Regions from separate parts of the Bicyclus anynana genome. Here region 2 is linked to region 1. A link is a contact called in public Hi-C data. All regions are on one chromosome and are shown on one strand. The core of a region is the stretch at or near the end of the contact, and the rest is flanking DNA. Distances in the headings are between cores, read along the strand shown. Region 1 overlaps LOC112056230 (neurogenic protein mastermind). Region 2 holds the start of LOC112056233 (heat shock protein 75 kDa, mitochondrial).

Region 1 (2,883 bases), core at 149-2,648:
TTTGTCAGCTATGCTTTCCGAATTTCAATAAATGATTTAACATATTTCACATTTGTGGTAAAATTATACATTGAAAATATATTATACATATATAATTGTACAATAATTTAATTCTCGTAACCTACTGACGGAACTTGTCAAATAATACCAACATCCAGAAAACTCCAGAATCCCAAAAAACCTCTTCTAAGTAATACATGAGATCCTTAACAATAACAATATTCTATTTATAATAATTGATTCTATATTAATCTACAGACCATTGAGACCGACATCACAGTATAATCTACTAATTACATCTTAGGTACAGGAATGATCTTAAAATAAACTTAACTGATAAAATGTACATTTGCACTATAAATAAAAATACATTGGGCCGTTTGCAGGCGGAGAACGAACCTCGCTGACAATAATCATCCTTACATTTAGCTTCAACATGCAGCAAAAGTTTTCGTGACGACAAAGGGAAATAGGCTATTTGCCTCTTTTGTAAACAGTGTTTAAACTGAATTATAGAAGTATCACAAGCTATATTTTATTTTGTCCCGTCAATAATAACCAGTAAAAAATTAATATAAATGAAAAAATATCTACGTAAAATTTTTGCCGCCGAAACACAACACATTAGTAAGTGACGTCATTCATAGAGATAACAGCGTGATTGGCGTTTGCGCCAATCTCATTTGTTTAGTTTTATTTTATTTAAGAATGATTATTATCAGCGAGATTGTAGTGGAGGTCCAGATACAAATAAATTAATACTTTGTAATGTCACATGGCAAAGTACAAACTCGATTATAAGAATATACGCTATAAACATGTATTGCCCCAATCATGATGTCATTCTATAAAATAAATTCATAAAAGTGTAAATAAAATCGTTGAAATGTCTTTTGTGCTATTCACTTATATTAATAACAATATCTGTAATAAATATACATAGTATATAAAAGCATCAGCAAATAATGAGAATCATGGTTCCCGCGCAAGGATAAATTAAGTTTTTCGGGAGCCATCAACTACTGCAGTACATAATCGTTAATACTCTATAAACAACCTTACTATACAATATATTTTACAAATGAACTATGCATGAACAATTATAAAAACTATAAACTTTACGAATTGGAATTCTTTAGAATAATTAATATAGTTCATATAAAACAATGCTTAGAAAATGTTTACAATTATCGGAAGATTCGCGGGGCGTTGCCGCCGCGTATTTCTGATGGAAAACTTTGGTCACATTATGTTACACCTTGGTCGCGAGCTACCTACATTAACTGGTATACGAATAATGGTACAATGATATGACTGCACGGCTCTCTGGGGCTGTCTGATTCTCAGTCCCTTCACAGTAACGTACGCGGTTGTCGTACGCGTACGCACCGCGGTCCGTGAGTTACGTACGAGTTTATCGTACACACATACATAATCCGTATAGCGTACGCATTGTCATTGTGTACACAAGACGTCTGCGTTGCGTACGCGTTTGTCGGATGCGTGCACGCAATGCGCCAGAAATGCGTACGCGTTTGTCGGATGCGTGCACGCAATACGCCAGAAATGCGTACGCGTTTGTCGGATGCTTGCATACACATACACAACGTCCATGTTGCGTACGCATTTATTCGACGTCTATGCAATATTTGCGTTGCATAGTCACGGCACAATATTTAAACGTGTCTACGCGTCTTCATTGCGCTTGTAAAGGAACTGTTTCGGGTCACACAAGTGTCCCAATTTCTCCTACAATATATATCGAATGAAACTAGAGTAAAACTACGTGTACAAAAGGGAAGAATAATATCAAGACCTCTCTAAATACGTTCCTTTCATTTGTTGAAGAGAAAAACGCTGAATGTCAAAGTATGCCATTGTATGGACATTGGACAGCCCTTATGGCTATGTTTTAATTTTAAAGCCGCCTTGTGGAGTCTTGGTCCAGTTACGGTCAAATATTTTCCTATGAAAGTACTTCATTACACATAAACATTAATTTATAGTATGTCATTCAAGAAGGAATTGTCTAGCGAGTTGAGCAACTCTTGCGCAGTGAGGTTGCTGGTGTCACTGGAAGGCATATTATCAAGGAAGTCGAGATTGAAGTCGGCGGTTTGGCCCGTGAAGGAAGACGCGGAGTGAAGCGAGAAGGGGTTGTTTCCGTTCTGAGTCTGCATGGGCCCGTTGCCGAGCATGTTCTGCGTCTGCATGGTGTTGGTCTGTGCGTGCATCGGCTGCTGGCTCGGCATGGTCTGCATGGGCCCGAGCCCGCCCATGCCGGACTGCTGCAAGCTCATACTCTGCGACTGGCTCATGTGAATGTTCGGCATCTAGAAAAAATATTTCATTTACTTATAGAATACCTCGCCTATGTAAATTTATTATTATATATTATATTAGAGTCGCATCGTAAATCAAAACTGTAAATCAACTTGCACTATAAGTGTGTGCCATTGAAAACAGAGATGATGATAAATAGTTTTAAAACAAAATAAAACTAACATGCTAACTAACAGAGTATCTGTAAAATAACCTTATATGGTTATATCATTAAACATTGTTACTGAAAACGATATTTCATATTATAGACATGTTGCCTACAAAATCACCGCAAAAAGTGAAATCCGAATTCAGCTACTGCACTGAGCGCACACAGGCACAATTTTGTGTTTTCCTATAACTACACATAACTCGACATTGTAGACAATATTTAGGTATTATTTGTTTAAATAACTTTCGTTTTTTAATAAGCGACTAAATGATATTAGACAATTATGGGTATTTGTCTGCCTCAGTTTTGATGTACTAGTGCCCTATCTCTAGTATAAATTATGGTTGGTTACCACAGCTTTTGAGTATATATTTTTTTGGAAGAAAATT
Region 2 (2,883 bases), core at 196-2,695, 43 kb after region 1:
CAAAGTAGATACTTAAGCAATCACCTCTTGTATAAGGGAGAATGACTCTAGCCAGGTCATCTTCATCATTGTTAGGCAATGGACATTCACTGTTGTCCCAGACAAATATGCAATAGATATATATCCTATTGTAGGGTATTCTAAACACAAGTCCTGCACCACTAAAAACCAGTATGTGCCACCATAAAACTTGTTCAATGGCACTAGATTGATTGAGTGTTGACTTCACAAATATAAAAATGCACTATCTATCCATGTGGAATCATCACAAACCTGTTTTGGAAGAAGTTTACAAATTATATTTTGTATATACAATTCCTACCCAAGTTGAGAACCTTTTGCACATCACTTGTTGCATAGATAATAGCCTAATAGGTATATGATATTATATATAGACAATGATTTACTACATACTCTAGCATGATGTGTTAGCAAAAAGGTTACCTTAGTCGGTCAACAACAGCTTGACGTTTGGGGGGAAGGTTCATATCTTCAATGGGTTGCAGCATATTAGGTGGATGTTGGGCAGGCGAGGCGCCGGGCAGCAAGCCGCCCGGGCCGCCGCCTCCGACCAGGTGCTCCACGGTGATGCCTTGCCCCTTCACCTCTGCTCTCTCATTCTCACTCCCTTGCCAGCACAGCCACACTCCTCAACTACACCACCATAACCCCATTATGTCTATCAGTAACTACCCAGTCCTCAAGTACTGCAACGCAACTGTGATAACACTATTAGAAAACAGTTCCAGTTCGTCCTGAACACTCTGAGCACATTTTTCATATTGACACTGACTATCTTCAAACCACTTGAATGGGTCTACTTTTTTATCTCGTAAAACTTATTATGGTTAGGAATTGTCTCCAAGTGCACGTAATAAATGTCTCGGATTATAAATACACTGTCCAAAATCAAATGTTTTGATACAGAACAAGTTATGAAGTCACAGCACAATCATTTGCAGGAAGAATATCTCACTTTTGGAATGATTTATCAAACAGTTGTATGAACTTGGTAAAATGGAAGATCTAAAAAGTTATATATTCGGAAAACGTTTTGATAATTCTCTCTAAAATTTAAAAACAACATGAAAGTTCTGTTTTTATATTTCTAATTACAACAATACACACGACACTTTGCACCAAGTTCTCAAACATCAACTGTGGAATTGTAGATTGCAAACTGACGGAAAGTGACGCTTGCAGCTTGCTTGCTTGTTTTCATCAGTAATGTATCTGTTTTGTATTATAAAAATTAAATATTTGTAATGATTTTCAAACATGAGCCTATTTTTTGCAATTATTAAAAAAAGTATTATTAATAATTGTTTTAACTAAAAAAAATTACGTTGATTAAAAAATTAATAATGATTAAAAACGTTAGGCATAGACAATAGTCTGTAGATTTTTTCTATGACATTGACAATCTATCAAGTGTCAGTGTCACTGTCAGTTTAATTCGAGTGAACCGCTGCTGTGAATTGATTTAATTTTTCTAATAATTTTAAAAATAAATATTTTAAAAGAAAGAACATAATAAGAAGTTAAATAATTGTAATTTCTAAAAATCCTTGTGCAGACTAATTTAATTATAGTACATTAGTTGTACTCTTAAGTATGTCGGCACTTCGAGCTAGACTGGGGTCCTACAGTTTTCTTTCTAGGTTACTTTATCAACATTCAATTAATAAGTTTAAACCAGTAAAATGTGTAACTGTTGCAGCCAATGGATTCAGTGGTGTGTCTAAATGAAGTAATAATCATAAAACTATATAATATACCAGTAAACAGGTTAACGTTGTTATTTTATTTAATTGCAGGCAATCCTATGTTTACTTCGAACTATAGCACTGTTTCCGACCAAAAACCCTCTGAGACTACAAAAGGAAATTCTGAGCGGAAAGAATTTCAAGCAGAAACGAGAATGCTTCTAGACATTGTTGCAAGATCTTTGTATTCAGATAAAGAGGTGAGTAGAACTTACAAGATCTAATCTAAACTAGAAATGGAATAAAATGTATCCTTTTATACACTTGTACACCACAAAACAATAAAACAGAAACATAGTTTAGGAGGAAGTCTTCCAAATTGAGTACATTTTTCCTGATTCATTCATTGATTTTTATTTTATTTCCCATGCCCCATGGCTTTGCCCTGTTCCTGTGGGAATATGAAGATAAAATATTGTTGTTTATGTGTTAGTTGCTTAAGATGTAGTGCTTTCTATTGTTAAAAAGAACAAAATTATTTAATAAATCTAGAGATTACCACCCCCAACCTCACACACTTTATCTCTATAAAATATTGGTACTTAATGATTACTTTGTTACTTTTCTTAACATAATTTTGATTAAAGATCGATTTAATAATTATGTTACAGTACTATTAAACACATTTGAATTCAAAAAACATCCATTAATTCTGAATTATCTCAATATTACAGGTGTTCATCAGAGAACTTATCTCTAATGCAAGTGATGCTTTGGAGAAGTTTCGTTATTTAAGTGTAAGTGCCACGGGAGACTCACCACAATTGGAAAATGCTGACCGAGCCCTGGAGATAAAATTAACAACTGACAAACAAAATAGGACTCTCACTTTTGAGGTAAATCTTTTTTTATTATTGATTAAAAAATATATATGTTACATTAATAACTAAAATATTTGCAAAAAGCTTCATATAGACAGAATATTTTCTCTGCAACAGGATTCTGGTATAGGCATGACTAAAGAAGAACTAATTGCAAACCTAGGTACAATTGCTAGATCAGGTTCAAAATCATTTATAGAAGAAATAAAGAAGCAAGGCGCAGAGCAGGCCAGTTCCATCATTGGACAGTTTGGAGTTGGGTTTTATTCAGCATTCATGGTTGCTGAGAAAATTGA

What was found. A called contact is a pair of places that touch in the nucleus more often than the background predicts.
Region 2: a Hi-C map of whole body shows a contact between it and region 1, with 4 times the contacts expected there. The contact joins the promoter of LOC112056233 here to the enhancer-like site in region 1. A contact is called at or near these places in 2 of 2 Hi-C or Micro-C datasets (whole body and whole larva).

Annotation. Positions count from the first base shown.
Region 1 is chr6:12,393,308-12,396,190 of ilBicAnyn1.1, forward strand. It overlaps LOC112056230 (neurogenic protein mastermind), which reads right to left. Exons shown (of 9, transcript XM_024096618.2): 9 at 1-2,333. The coding sequence ends at 2,001. Among protein-coding and RNA genes, the nearest start is that of LOC112057269, 8.7 kb to the left of the region's middle. Within about 2 kb of position 1,399, at least 6 of the 8 cell types and tissues checked have open chromatin away from gene starts, as enhancers often do.
Region 2 is chr6:12,435,780-12,438,662 of ilBicAnyn1.1, forward strand. It overlaps LOC112056233 (heat shock protein 75 kDa, mitochondrial), which reads left to right and starts at 1,446. Exons shown (of 13, transcript XM_024096622.2): 1 at 1,446-1,735; 2 at 1,818-1,966; 3 at 2,441-2,602; 4 at 2,705-2,883. The coding sequence starts at 1,615. LOC112056230 (neurogenic protein mastermind) reads right to left here and starts at 1,173. Exons shown (of 9, transcript XM_024096618.2): 1 at 445-1,173. The coding sequence starts at 509.